3 separate regions of the Mus musculus genome follow, and all the other regions are linked to region 3. The links are chromatin contacts, called in public HiChIP or PLAC-seq maps. All regions are on one chromosome and are shown on one strand. Each heading gives the region's core, a stretch centred on a gene start, on an enhancer-like site or on the middle of the called end of the contact. The rest is flanking DNA. Distances are from core to core; before and after follow the strand shown.

Region 1 (4,404 bases), core at 790-3,289, 480 kb after region 3:
GAGCCTCCCCCTCACTTCTCCCTCTACAGCCCTGCCACTCTGTATCCCTGGAGAATACAGAGCAGTGTGGTTCTCCTCTGTGGCTTAGTCTTCCCCAGCATGTCCTTTGTTCTCCTCCTTTGAGCATCACAATTAGATTCATGTGAATGGGTGTGAGAGAGTGTATGTGTGTGTGTGTATGTGTGTATTAGTGTATATGTGTAGGTGTGTGTGTATGTGTATGTGTCTGTATGTGTCTGTGTGTGTGTGTTTGTGAGTATGAGTGTGTGTTTTTGTATGTATGTGTGTATGTGTGTGTGAGTGTCTGTGTGTGTGTATATGTGTGTATGTGTGTCTATGTGTGAGTGTATGTATGTGTATGTATATATGTGAGTTTGTATATATGTGTATTAATGTGTATATATGTGGGTGAGTGTGTGAATATATGTTTATGTGTGTGTGCCTGTGTGTATATGTATGTGTCTGTGAGTATATGTATGTATGATTGTGTATGTATGTTTCTGTGTGTGTGAATGTATGTATGTGTATGAATTTTACTTATATAACTGTTGTCCTGGAACTTGCTTTTAGACCAGGCTGGCCATGAACTCAGAGTTACCCCCGTCTCTGCCTCTCCACAGTTGGGGTTAAAGTGCCTCCAGCACTCCCGGCTTTTTTTCCAATTTTTAGTGATGTGAAGAGGGGTGGTTGGTATGTGCACCTTTCTGCAGAGACCAGAGGCATCCAGTCCCTTGGAGCAAGGGCTACAAGCAGTAGTTAGCACATGGACGTGTATGTGCCCTTAACTGGTGAGCCTCTCTCCAGCCCTGGTTATTTTTATTTGTGTGGATGTGTGCAGTGTCTGCAGATGAAGGAGAGGGTTCTGGATCCCCAGATGTGGTACTGGGAGTGGAGTTGGTCCTCTTCACCACTGAGCCATCTAGCATCTGGTCTTACTGAGCATAGCTACGATTTGCCACCAGGTGCTGTAAGTACCTATCAGTTTTCTGAATTCGTGTGTAAGGAAAGAGGATGTTTACATGCAGCAATGCTCCTTCTGCCCCATCTGGGGAGTCAGAGTAATGCTTTTTTAGAATTCAGACTGAACATATTTGTAAGAGCCCAGGTTCAGGTCCTGAGTGTTGGATTCCTGCACTGTGAAGGGGCGAAGGTGTAAGGAGCCTCCTTTTTCAAATAAGGATCTCAATGCTCAGCTGATCAATGTGTCCTGGGTTAGTCACATGGGAAGCAACGGGCAGACCAGGTCTGCCTCAAATCCAGGTGTTTGCTTGTCAGTGTTGGTGTTGAGACAGGGTGGTGGTGGTGTTTATTTGGTTTTTGTTTTTTAATGTAGTCCAAGCCTCTACAAACTTAAGGTCCCCCTGCCTCTACCATCCTAGTCCTGGGATAGCCAGTGTGTGCCACCATGCCAAGCCACACCTCTACTTTCCCTTCCAGGTCATCTACTCCACCTGCAGAACCCTTCATGTCTGCAGAACAGGGTCAGTAAGGTGAGGTCCAGGGGATGCTCAGGCTTAGAGCACGGCTGCTTGGGCAGACTTCCCTTCCCAGCACGTATGTGGCTCACAGCAGTTCCACAGGAGCCACACCTCTATGGGCTCTGTGGTCATACATTCAAGCAAGCACTCATACACTAAAATCAGAATAAATACTGAGTTTTGAAAACACACCTCTACTCCCTTATATTTTGGTTGTGAGCCTAGCCTTTAGCAGCTGAGCCATCTCTCTAGCCCACACCACTCTACTCTCCAACAATGGAAATATATCAGGCCAACAGGACGTATAGGTTTGCAGTGCTGAGCAGAGTTCTCCCCCAGAGCCCTGGAGGTCTGAGCTCTCCAGGAAACCTGGACCAAAGGCTAGAGAGCATGCCCCTGCGGCAGCCAGATCCAGAGAAAGAATGGCCGGTTTAGAAAGAGAAGAAGCAGCCCCTACTTTTACCCATCAATGTGAAACTAGGCACTGGCCCTCTGTGTTCAGCCACACCTCTGGACTGCATCCCAGTGGACTTGGGGCAAAGGAAACAGACACAGGGAGGACTCTCCCTCCAGGACAAAGCTAGGCTGAGGCTGGCAGGTGGCCTCCTGGCAGCCTTTCCCCTATCCCAGGAGCCCCTCCCCCTTCTACACCCCCTGGGCCCAGATGGTTGTGAAATCCGGCAGACTGCTGAAGCTCTGAGGAGCTCTGCTCTGAGGCTGGAGGGTCAGTTCCAGTTTCTTTCCCCACACTGTGAGTCACAGTGAGCTCACCATTCACTCACAATGCTTCCTCCGTGGCTTTTCAATGACTCACTTTGCCTTCTGATACGTGTGTACAAAGGAATAGGACAACAGATTCGAAATAATTACATTTAAAGCTGCATTACTGCACTTGCAGATTAATCCAGTTGACTTGTCAAAGAGTGAACCGGTGTGGTAGAGGCAAGAAAAGGCATCCACTGAGAGCTAATTAACAGCCTGGTCTACATAACGCATTCCAGGACAGTCTGGGCTACATGATGAAACCCTCTCTCAAAAAAGTAGAAATAAGTTAGACAGAGACAGAGAGTTAACAAAGATGTGCTCATTTTGGATTATTTTAAACTGAGTTTCCACCTAAAACATCGCTTCTACAACCCTTGTCTTTTAAAAACAGAGTATCAAGCTTTAGTAGAGGGTACCGTGAGTCACCTCATACCTACCATCCCCTCCAGGACAAATGTCTTTGGGAGACTTTGACTCTAATCGCTTTGTTCCCTTGCTGGGTTTCTTTGGTTGGTCAGTTTTTTAAAATAAAGATGGGTTTACATTTGCATCCTTGGGCAGGGCCCACACTTGTTTTCTCTGTGCTGTTTCAATTTTAGTGTGTGTGATGCCCAATTGGCTGTTAAAGACTCAGTCCGGCTACGGTGCCCAAATTAGCCTTGAACTCCTGGGCTCAAATAATCTTTTTGCCTTCCAAGGAGCTGGAACCACAGGCCTGTGTTGTGCCTGGCCTTCATAGACAACTGCTCTGAGACAGTTTAACCTACTAAAAACACAGAGGGAGGCAGGGCACAGTGCGCTCACCTCTAATCCCTGCACTTGGGAGGCAGAGGCAAGTGGATCTCTGTGAGTTCAAGGCCAGCCTGGTCTACAGAGCTGGGTCTACATAATAGGAGATCCACCTCAGGAAACCAAAAAATGAAACAAAGACAAAAAGAGAGATGAGATTATAGCTTCTTAATGAAAAGTTTCCTTTCATTATAGAAACAATGCTCACGGAAAATGTTGCTACGTAATACACATAAAGGGAAAGAGAAAGCCCAGGTCCGCTTTGATTTCACAGATGTTGTTCTTAGGCCATTTTGCTGGTTGTAACTCAGGTCCGAGGCAGCTGTCCCCAAGAAGAGCTGCACAGCAGCCACCGGTCCCTGCACTGCTGCCGCAAACAGCCTGGCTGAGATAGTGCCCCACCCAACTCCCAGGACATTATCGTCCTTGGAAGAGAGGAAGAGCAGGAAATCAGGGACTCAAGGTCACTCTCAGCTTCAGAGAAAACTCAACGAGAAGGAGGAGGGGGAGGAAAAGAAAGAAAAGAAAAGAGGAGGAGAGAAAGAAAAGAGAAAGAGAGAGAGGAAGGAAGGAAGGAAGGAAGGAAGGAAGAAAGAAAGAAAGAAAGAAAGAAAGAAAGAAAGAAAGAAAGAAAGAAAGAAAGAAAGAAAGAAAGAAAGAACTTAGTTTAGGGATCTTGCTTTGGTTTTTGTTGTTGTTTTGGAAGCTCCAGAAAACCTCGTATTGTAGTTTGGTTGAGACACAGTAAAGCAGGGACTGGAGAGATGGCTCAGTAGTTAAGAGCACTGGCTGCCCTTCCAGAGGTTCTCCTGAAAGACCCACAACGTGAGGACTCCCCCATGTTCTGACTCAGGAGAGGTGACACCCCAAAATCACCCACAAGAAACGGGTCTTGCTGCAAATTGCAAGAGGATTTTTTATTCAAGAGCGCTCTCGGGCCCATGGTCATACACCACGCAGGGGTAGAGGACCGTGGCGCCCCGAGTAGCTGGGTAAGGGGGTATTTAAAGGAAGAAACCACAACTTAAGGAAGTGGGGAGGGCGTTGATGGAAGATACCAAAGATACCAGTTAAGAGTCACAAGGAAGTGTAAAGTTACAAGAGTCACAAGGAATACCTGGTAATTGTTAACTCTCAAGACAGTTTTTAAGAGCCCCCAACAATAGCACATTTGCATTGCAGGTTCTGGGTGACTTTCTTTGAATGAGCACTCTTTGAACCCAGGAAGCGGGTGGATGGAGGAATGTCGCTATTTCTTTTATGATTACCTTTACAAAGGCCACATTCCCAAGCCTGGGCCTAAAGGCCTAGAATTCTGTTTTTACGATGTTATACTTTCACTACCAGCAGCCTGAGGCAGCTCACAACCATC
Region 2 (3,980 bases), core at 195-2,694, 310 kb after region 3:
TTGCTCATTTCCACAGGCAAACTGTGTCCCCTCCATGGGTAAGCTCACAGATTCTGTAGTTTCTTCCTTCTGCCTCATTTTCACACCGTCTTCCAGATCCACGGTTAGGGTTTGGGGGCCGAAATACTGAACAGTATCAACACTTCATTTCCAAAGACATTTCAGTAGACAGCGCAAACAGCTGCATCCTGCACACAGAAGCAAGTCTGCCACGCCTGCTCGGCACCTTCGTAGCTTTCACCCTGAGCGACTCCAAAGATAAAGTGCTAAACTCTTAAAGTCTCCAACTGTCAGAACCGATATCTGTCCCATGTTTATGTGTTTGGAAACCATGGCACTCAGAGGAACCGCCAAAGTACATGTGCAGTACACGGAGGGAGGTTTTGGGAGTCAGACCAACAAGGCACATATTTTAGCCTGTGAAGGGAATTTGTCTAGCTCTTCCATTAGACTACATCCCTAGCCTCAAGTATTTTTGCTTCTTATCTGCAAAAGGACAATGCTTATATCAAAGGGCTGCTGAGGATTAAATGTGATTAAATGGACCAATTCCCTGGTCCAGCTGCATCAACATCACCAGAAAACTTGTTAAAATGCTAATAAGCTGACCCTAGCCTAAGTCTACTGAGTGAAGAGCTTTGGGGATGGAGCCAGCAATCTGTGCTTTAAGGAGTCCTTCCATGAAGTTCTGATGCTAGCTCACGGTTAGGCTTAGGGTAAAGGCAAAGCAGACAGACACCCAACAGTTTTTTCTTCTATTCTCCTGAGTGTTTGTAGGGTATGTCTTGCTTTTGCAATGCTTGGCAGGCATTCTCTTCCTGAGAAGTACCCCTAGCCTCTCATTAAATAACGCCATTAATCCTTTACATTCAATGGCTTCTACATGAACTGAGCTAGGGAATTCAGCCTGCTTGCCCAATTGCACCTTCTAAGTCTGAACCTTGAAAGCCTATCTGAGATGTATCCTCGGATTCTCAAGGAAATCGACACCGAATACACCACAATGCTGTCATTGTTTACCCGGCGCAGCGAAGGTGGGGTGGGCAAACCTCACTCTATGTGGTTTTAGAGGCTTGCCTAGGAGAACACAGGAACCTGGTTCTCTCAGGAAGAAACCTGGTCTTTCTATCTTCCCAGAGCCAGTCCTTGCCAGGCTGCAGCCCTGACTCAATGCTGCCATCCGGTGGACAGAAGGGAAGTGCCTGCGGGACCACGGGCTCCACCCAAGCCAGCATTTCCTGGGTTTCTAGGAGCAGTCGTCCCTGATGGCTTCAGGCAGATTTAGAGGTGATGCTGCTGAAGGAGCCGCCCTCAAGGTGCTGGCAAAGAACTGGAGGAACGGGTGCTGCACGATGCCCCCGGAGGGACCGGCGCTGCTCGATGCCTCCGGAGGAACGGGCGCTGCACGATGCCCCCGGAGGGACCGGCGCTGCACAATGCCCCCTGGTTAGTATTCTCCAAGTGTACAGCCCCGACGAGGGAGGTGTTTGCTCTCAAGCGCCTGAAAAGCCTATTTACATATACAATCTGTTCCTAACAAGCAGCAGAGAGTTTGCAGAACTATTAATAAGTCTTCCCAGACAACAAATATACATTTTAATGAGAAGCTGAAAATTAAGAGTAACTTTAAAATGCTGTGCAAAGGCTCAGCTTCTAATTATAATCTCCTAGAGGGGAAAACATGGGATGGCTTCATTTCTCCTGATAGACCAGACACTCCAAGAGCTCCCATTGATAAATCAGCATTTTCATTTATATCCTCTCCTGCCTTGTGATTTAACATTCTCTCAGGATACTTCGCTTTAACAGAAAATACCACTCTGAGCAAATGCAATTAGCCAAATTCTATATACAGCTAATTCAGCCTTTCATAAAGGTTTTTAGACATTGGTTAATAATTGGAGCACGTCAGAAAGATATAGGGAATACTTCTAGCTTGTAGAATAAAGTGTCCCTTTGTAGAACTGAAGGTGTGTGTGTGTGTGTGTGTGTGTGTGTGTGTGTGTGTGTGTGTGAAGAGGGAGGCTAGTGTGGAGGCTTTCTCAGGGACAAATCTTCAATTAAAACATCAAAACAAATAATACAGTAACATAATAAAACTCACTGAATAAAATAAGAAATATGAACCTAAATAGATGCAGATAAAATAGAAATCTTGATGAAGAATAGGATATTTTAAGCCAGGAGTCAAGGAGTTGGCTCAATGGGTAAAATGTTTATTGCACAAGCCTGAGTTCAAATCTCCAGCATCCAAATAAAAGCCAGGTCTGGTTATGCTGCCTGTGATGTAGATTTGGGAGTTAGAAACAGGCAGATCCTGGGGGTTTGATGGCCATTCTATCCAAAATGGCAAAGTTCAGTGAGAGACTGCCCCCAAATTGATAAATAGAGGCCCAGAAGTGTTTGGAGAAATTATCCAGATGTCAACTTCTGGGCATTACATGTGAGTACACCTGTCTATACATGTGACATTTATCTATTCAACACACACACAGCGCACACACACAAACACATAACTGGGCATGGTGGCCACGCCTGCTGCTGTTTCCAATGTATGAACTTTACATGTGTCTTAGTTACTTTTCTCTTGCTGTGATAACACACAAAGACCAAGGCAACCTATTAAGAAACCTTTTAATTTGGCTTGCAGCCTCAGAAAGTTAAAGTCCAGCCAGGCAGTGGTGACGCACGCCTGTAATCCCAGCACTTGGGAGGCAGAGGCAGGTGGATTTCTGAGTTCGAGGCCAGCCTGGTCTACAGAGTGAGTTCCAGGACAGCCAGTGCTATACAGAGAAACCCTGTCTCAAAAAAAGAAAGAAAGAAAGAGAGAGAGAGAGAGAGAGAGAGGGAGGGAGGGAGGGAGGGAGGGAGGGAGGAAGGAAGGAAGGAAGGAAGGAAGGAAGGAAGGAAGGAAGTTAAAGTCCCTGAGGGCAAAACAAGGAGCAACTGAGAACTCACATCTTGATCCACAAGAGTACTGGGAACCTTAAAGTCAACTTCCAGGGATACACTTCCTTTAATAAGGCCACACCCCCTAATCCTTCCCAAACAGTTTCAATCGAGAACTACATATTCAATGTATAAGCCTATAGAGGCCATTCTCATTCAAACCATCAGAACTTTTGTGAGTGGTGTGTGTGCTTGCACATGTGGTAAGAACCCGTTCTCTCCTGTGGGTCTTGGGGACTGAACTCAGATCATCAACCTTGGTGGCAAGTCCCTTTAACCACTGAGCCATCTTTTGGGCCTGCCCCTGAATGTTGACTTTCTTGCTTTCATTTTCAGAGTGGTAAGTATAGGTGAGTGCCACCACACCCAGATTATACAGTGTTGGAGATAAAACCTAAGACTTTATGTGTGATAAACAAGCACTCTATCATGAGGGAGAAAGATTAGAATATGGCATAAGCACACACACATACACACACCACACACACACACCACACACCACACACCTATCTCTCTTTCTTTCTCTCTCTCTCTCTCTCTCTCTCTCTCTCTCTCTCACACACACACACACACACACACACACACACACACACTACATTTTTTTTAAAGAAAAGGACAATAAAGTGTTGTTTGGTGGGACATACATGTACTCCAACTCTTAGGGAGCTGAGAGCAGATGATCACAAGCGTTAGAGCAGCCTGAAACTAGCCACAAAGCCAGAAACTAGGATGGGAGGAGGGATGTGAAAGAGGAGGGAGAAAGGGGAGGAGAGGGGAGTAGTGCACATCAATGATGAGTGAAGACTTCTCAGGAGTCTCACAAGGACGTCCATGTCCACGGGTGTGTGTGTGTTGGAGAGGCAGAGCCTACTGTCCCGTGCTGCCTGGCCAACCCATAAGATAGGTCTCTCACAGGGCATGAAGGCTTCCTTTAGACCTTCTCTCCTAGTCAAACTGGCAGAAACTACTTTTCTTTCACTCTCTGGTGACCATGGGGGATCCCAGCAAACAGGATATCCTGACCATGGATA
Region 3 (4,535 bases), core at 312-2,811:
TGAAGTCTTTTTCTGGGTCGGTAGGAGAGAAGAACGGATGAGTAATTTCGGGAACAGAGACAATCGCCTTTGAGCAGTCGGGGCAATTTGCTGATACCCTGGCTGGGTTGGAGAGAGGTATTCCAGTTGCCAGGTCCTCAGAGCACTAGGTGGTAGTGCACGCCTTTAATCCCAGCACTTGGGAGGCAGAGGCAGGCGGATCTGTGAGTTTGAGACCAGTCTGGTCTACAGGGACAGGGCTACACAGAGAAACCCCGTCTCAACAAAACAGAGACAGAGTTATAAAAACAAAGAAGAGAGGAAAGGAAGAACTGGGATGGATGCCAGAAGGGCGGCAGTTAGGGCCCGAGCTGGGACGGTGGCAGAGGTTACCCACCAGTGACTTTGAGTTTACTGGTCCTTCCTCTCCTCCCAGGAACCAGGACAGAAAGCAGTGACTTCAGAGGAAGCGTCCACAGCATCTCCCAGAAGCTCATCTGGCTTTGTGGGCCTCCCCTTTCTCCCAGAACCCCAGGCACCACTTCGGAAATCCCTGTCCCCAAACAAGACCCCTCCCCAGCCTCAGACCCTCCCGACCCCTCCCACTGCCGCCCCCCTCCCCCAATAAAGGAACCAAAAGTGGACACAAATATGAATCTTAAATTATTATTATTTCTTCCTGTCACTTACACCCGAGGCAGGGGCAGGGGTAGATGAAGGGAATGGGGGAGGGGAATGCGTTCCCCCACTAAGGCACTGAGTGGGGAAGCCACAAGGAGAGAGAGTGGAGGCCACTGTCTCCACTCTCTGGGACTAAGCCCCAGGTTTCTCCAGCCCTGGGCTCCCCTATCACCTGAAATGCTAAGATGAGGCCCAGGGTACCTGACCTCCCTCCTAATATATTACATCATCACTTTTTAAATAGATACAGGGACTGGTCCCGCCACCCCTCCCTGTGTGGCCCTTCCCCACTGTTGGGGGTACCTGGGCAGCTGTGCAAATGGGCATGGAGGTGCATGGGGAGAGGAGAGCACCGGGCCCCTGAACCTGCCCCTTTCCAGGAGGGGGAAGGGCCACTAGGCCAAAGGGGTAAATAGTGCAAGGCAGAGCCCAGGCCGCAATGGGGGTCCAGCACCCAGCGAGGAAGGGGTGGGGTGAAGACTCTTCCCCACCCCAGGAAAACTGATAGTTAAAAATGTGAAATTGGATTTCAACAAGACCATCAGAAGAGGCTATGTACAGAACGGGGGTGGACTCAGTCCTAAGAGTGCCAGGCAAGGTCTGAGGAAAGGTTCCCTTACCTCTGGGTCTGCTCCGCAGCTCACTTTTCCCAGGGGCAAGTGAGTTGCCTTGCCTAGCCACCATGTTGGCAAGGGGGCACCCGTTCACAGGCCTAGATGGCTGGGTGTGACCCTAGCTCATGAAAAGTGGTCGCTGGGGGGTGGGGTTGGGGGGTAGCGCTCGCCCTTACAGGGCATGGCCACCAGATGGCGCTAGCTTGTCCGCTCCCTACAAGGCTACCTCAACCCCTCACCCCATCCCACACCCAGCGCCCGCCAGCCCGGGGGCGGCGTGAGTCAGGGGCAGCAAGCAGCAGAGGCGGCTCCCGCTTGCACCTGGGCGGGGAGGTAGGGAGGAGAAGAGGGTAAGACGCCCGGCCCGCCCTGCCCTCTGGCCCCAGGGAGGGAGCGCCAGGAACAAGACATTCCCTGCCCCGGGACGCGGGAGGGAAGAGGTGGAGAGCTCCCTTAGCTGGGCGGAGACCTTCTGCTACCCCCAGGGGCGGGCGAGCCAATCAGGCCACCCTGCCCTCCTCTTCTCCAGGACCCCATGACTCAGCGTTGGAACTGGGTGGAGGGGGACTGGGATGGCTCCGTCCTTACAGGCCCAGTCCCCACCGCCGCCACCCCAGTCTTTCAAGCCTCTACCTTGTTTCCCCCCTCTTACCCTTCCTTTGCCACCCCCCTTTGCATAATTTACGGCCAGGAAAAAGGAACAGAAACCAGGAAGGAGGGGTCTCGGAAGGGAGGGGCAGTCCACCCCTTCACAGCCAAAACCCAGGGGGCATGGGAGTAGAGCAAGGATTTGGTCCTAAGCCCCAGCCTCCTAGAAACCCGCATAGCCGAAGTGGGACCCCACAAATCAGAGATAGATTATTGCTTCAATTCCCCAGTAGTGGCTGGGGACAGGGACCCACCTTTATTGTGTGTGTATATATATGTGTGTGTGTGCAGAGAGTGTGTGTAACACACACACGCGCGTGCACACACACACACATATATATATACACACACAGACAGACAAACAGACATATATTTCATGTTTAACTCCTTGGGTGATCACCCCAATCTAGAGAGCTTGTGCCCCAAAACCTCAGCTTGTAATTGGAATGAAGGCTCTGGGGGGAAGAGGCGTTCGATTCTGATACCAACAAGGTTCAGCACCCCCGACCCCGATACCACTTGTTTTATGTGCTCCCCGTTGCTTGGCGTGGTGTCCCAGGCTGTTCCAGCCTGCCCATTCATCCCTCTTTTAAGAGGACTCCATGGCACCTTCGGCCTGTGGTGTGGTGGGTGTCCCTTCCTCTTCCTCCTCCTCAGGGGGCCCTTGTGTAGTGACTGGGGGTCCCGTGGTGGCCGACTGCTCCCAGAATCGAGCCAGAGAGAGGTGGAAGGTGTCCAGGTGGCCATTGGAAAGGTCGAGGCCAGCAGGGGATGAGGTGGTGGTCGAGGGCGGTGGGTAGTGAGGGGCTGCCACGTCATCCTTGCGGCGCCTTCGGGTGCGCACCTCCAGGCAGTTCTGACCCTTGAGATGGCGCTGCAGGTGGTCCTCCTTGGCGAAGGCCTTGTGGCACAGGTGGCACTCATAGGGCCGGTCCCCGGTGTGCAGGTGCATGTGGTTCTTGAGGTCGTAGCTATGCAGGAAGCGGGCTGGGCAGTGGGGGCACGAGTAGGGGCGTTCTCCTGTGTGCTTCCGCATGTGGATCTTCAGCTTGTCATTCCTAGTACGAGCAGGGGAAAGGGCAGACACTCAGGATTCAGGATAGGATCCCCAGGGCATTTTAGCCACGCCCCCGGGCCTTGACCCACCCTTGTTCCTCACTGCGGTTTCCCCATTGCTGCCCCAGGAGACCCTTTTTGATTAGCCCTTAGCTCAATGGGCCCTGGCACTATGAGCTCCTCTGCTTCCAGTTCAATCTTCTTGGGAACTAGCCCACTCCCGAGCATGCCCTTGTTTGCCTCTTTTGGCCTCCCACCTCATTCTAGGAACCCACCAGAGAGCTGGCCCCCACACCAATCATTGTACAGCCACCCTCAGCCCATTCTGGGCTGTCCCCACCTGGTGCTCACCTGGTGAAGCGGACGCCGCAGACCTCACAGGCAAAGGGCTTCTCACCAGTGTGGGTCCTCATGTGCCGAGGCAGTTTGCCTGCCCCGTGGATTATCTTGTGACAGACTGGGCACTCTTGGGGCATCTGTGAACGGCGTTTACGCACCAGCTTGTCTTGGCCATCCAGGCCTGGTGTCAGGGCGTCCTGGTGCAGCGAACTTAGGTAAGCCATCAGGTCGGGGTCGATGGGATCTTCATCTGAGCCCAGCTCCTCTGGTGATAGCGAGGGCTCATTACTCTGGGCTAGCCCGTAGCCTGGGGGGTATGCCATCTCCTCCTCTTCTTCCTCACCTTCAAAGACTTCATAGTTCAGGGGCCCCTCGGCAGGTGAGGCGGCACCTGTAGGAGGACTATAGCTATCTCCGAGCCCACTGCCCCCACTGTTACCCAATCTACCAACCATCTCTTCTTCTTCGTAGGTCAAGGGATGGGTGAGTACTGTGGGTGCCTCAGGGACCAGATGGTTTGCTCGGGCCCCTTTGGTTTGAAGAAAAGCTTTCCGGGGTTTGCGGCTGCGACGGGCAACAGGTCGAGGTGGCGGTGGCGGCGGCGGTAGGAGGGGCACCTGTGGAGGGCTGTCTTCACCGTTGGGCATTCCTGAGGTTGAGGCTGTGGTGGTGGCAGTGGCAAAAGCCTCCAGGTACTGTCGGGCTCGCTCACAGTCATCCTCATCGGGGCTGGGGGCTTCCAGCCCACTGCCTTGTAGAATCTCCATGCAAGCAGCGATGACACACGGGATTTCCAGTAGCCGAGCAGCTTGGAGTACAGCCGGCATATTGGCGCTGCTGGTGGTCAGTGTGGCTGTGTAAGCAAACTCGAGCAGGGCACCTAGGGCCTCTGGCCCTACAAAGTCCAGCTCACACACACCGGCCCCTGCTCCCCCAGAAGCCGTCCCACCACCCCCTGTTCCCATCACGGTTCCCCCTCCTCCCTCCGTAAAGAGCTTCTTGAAGTAGTGGCTACAGGCAGCCAGCACAGCCCTGTGGGTGCGGTACTCAAGACCCTGCGTCCTGATGGTGAGGTCGCACAGATGGCCCAGCTGGCGCTGCTCGTTCAGGCAGCTCAGGAGCTCGCTGCTGTGGTCTGGGAATGGGATTCCAATCAGGTCATCCTCGGGGCTCCCCATCTTCTCCTGCAGGGTCAAGTAGAGGGTGAGGTTAAGAGAG

Evidence for each region. HiChIP or PLAC-seq counts read pairs in DNA pulled down with a chosen protein or histone mark.
Region 1: an H3K27ac HiChIP or PLAC-seq map of microglia shows a contact between it and region 3, with 5 times the contacts expected there. The contact joins two enhancer-like sites. A contact is called at or near these places in 3 of 39 promoter capture datasets (hippocampal neurons, pre-B cells and second pharyngeal arch cranial neural crest), 3 of 484 Hi-C or Micro-C datasets (CD4 T cells, cerebral cortex and embryonic stem cells), 9 of 115 datasets of contacts at active chromatin or transcription factors (embryonic basal ganglia, embryonic forebrain, embryonic hindbrain and 5 more) and 2 of 9 other capture datasets (adipose tissue and liver).
Region 2: a contact with region 3 is called in an H3K4me3 HiChIP or PLAC-seq map of embryonic basal ganglia, with 3 times the contacts expected there. The contact joins two enhancer-like sites. A contact is called at or near these places in 1 of 39 promoter capture datasets (second pharyngeal arch cranial neural crest), 1 of 484 Hi-C or Micro-C datasets (muscle stem cells), 3 of 115 datasets of contacts at active chromatin or transcription factors (bone marrow-derived dendritic cells, embryonic basal ganglia and forebrain) and 4 of 9 other capture datasets (adipose tissue, liver, macrophages and 1 more).

What each region holds. Positions count from the first base shown.
Region 1 is chr3:89,859,127-89,863,530 of GRCm38.p6, forward strand. No RefSeq gene overlaps it. Among named protein-coding and RNA genes, the nearest start is that of Gm46811, 11 kb to the right of the region's middle. Within about 2 kb of position 2,040, at least 188 of the 459 cell types and tissues checked have an H3K27ac peak or open chromatin away from gene starts, as enhancers often do. A contact at or near this core is called in adipose tissue, cerebral cortex, forebrain and 4 more, where this site is marked.
Region 2 is chr3:89,687,682-89,691,661 of GRCm38.p6, forward strand. No RefSeq gene overlaps it. Among named protein-coding and RNA genes, the nearest start is that of Adar, 41 kb to the right of the region's middle. Within about 2 kb of position 1,445, at least 62 of the 459 cell types and tissues checked have an H3K27ac peak or open chromatin away from gene starts, as enhancers often do. A contact at or near this core is called in embryonic basal ganglia and forebrain, where this site is marked.
Region 3 is chr3:89,377,015-89,381,549 of GRCm38.p6, forward strand. It overlaps Dcst2 (DC-STAMP domain containing 2), which reads left to right. Exons shown (of 15, transcript NM_001370853.1): 15 at 416-629. The coding sequence ends at 437. It overlaps Zbtb7b (zinc finger and BTB domain containing 7B), which reads right to left. Exons shown (of 3, transcript NM_009565.5): 2 at 3,330-4,501; 3 at 630-2,980. The coding sequence starts at 4,495. The coding sequence ends at 2,512. Among named protein-coding and RNA genes, the nearest start is that of Gm15417, 13 kb to the right of the region's middle. Within about 2 kb of position 1,562, at least 281 of the 459 cell types and tissues checked have an H3K27ac peak or open chromatin away from gene starts, as enhancers often do. A contact at or near this core is called in adipose tissue, cerebral cortex, embryonic basal ganglia and 5 more, where this site is marked.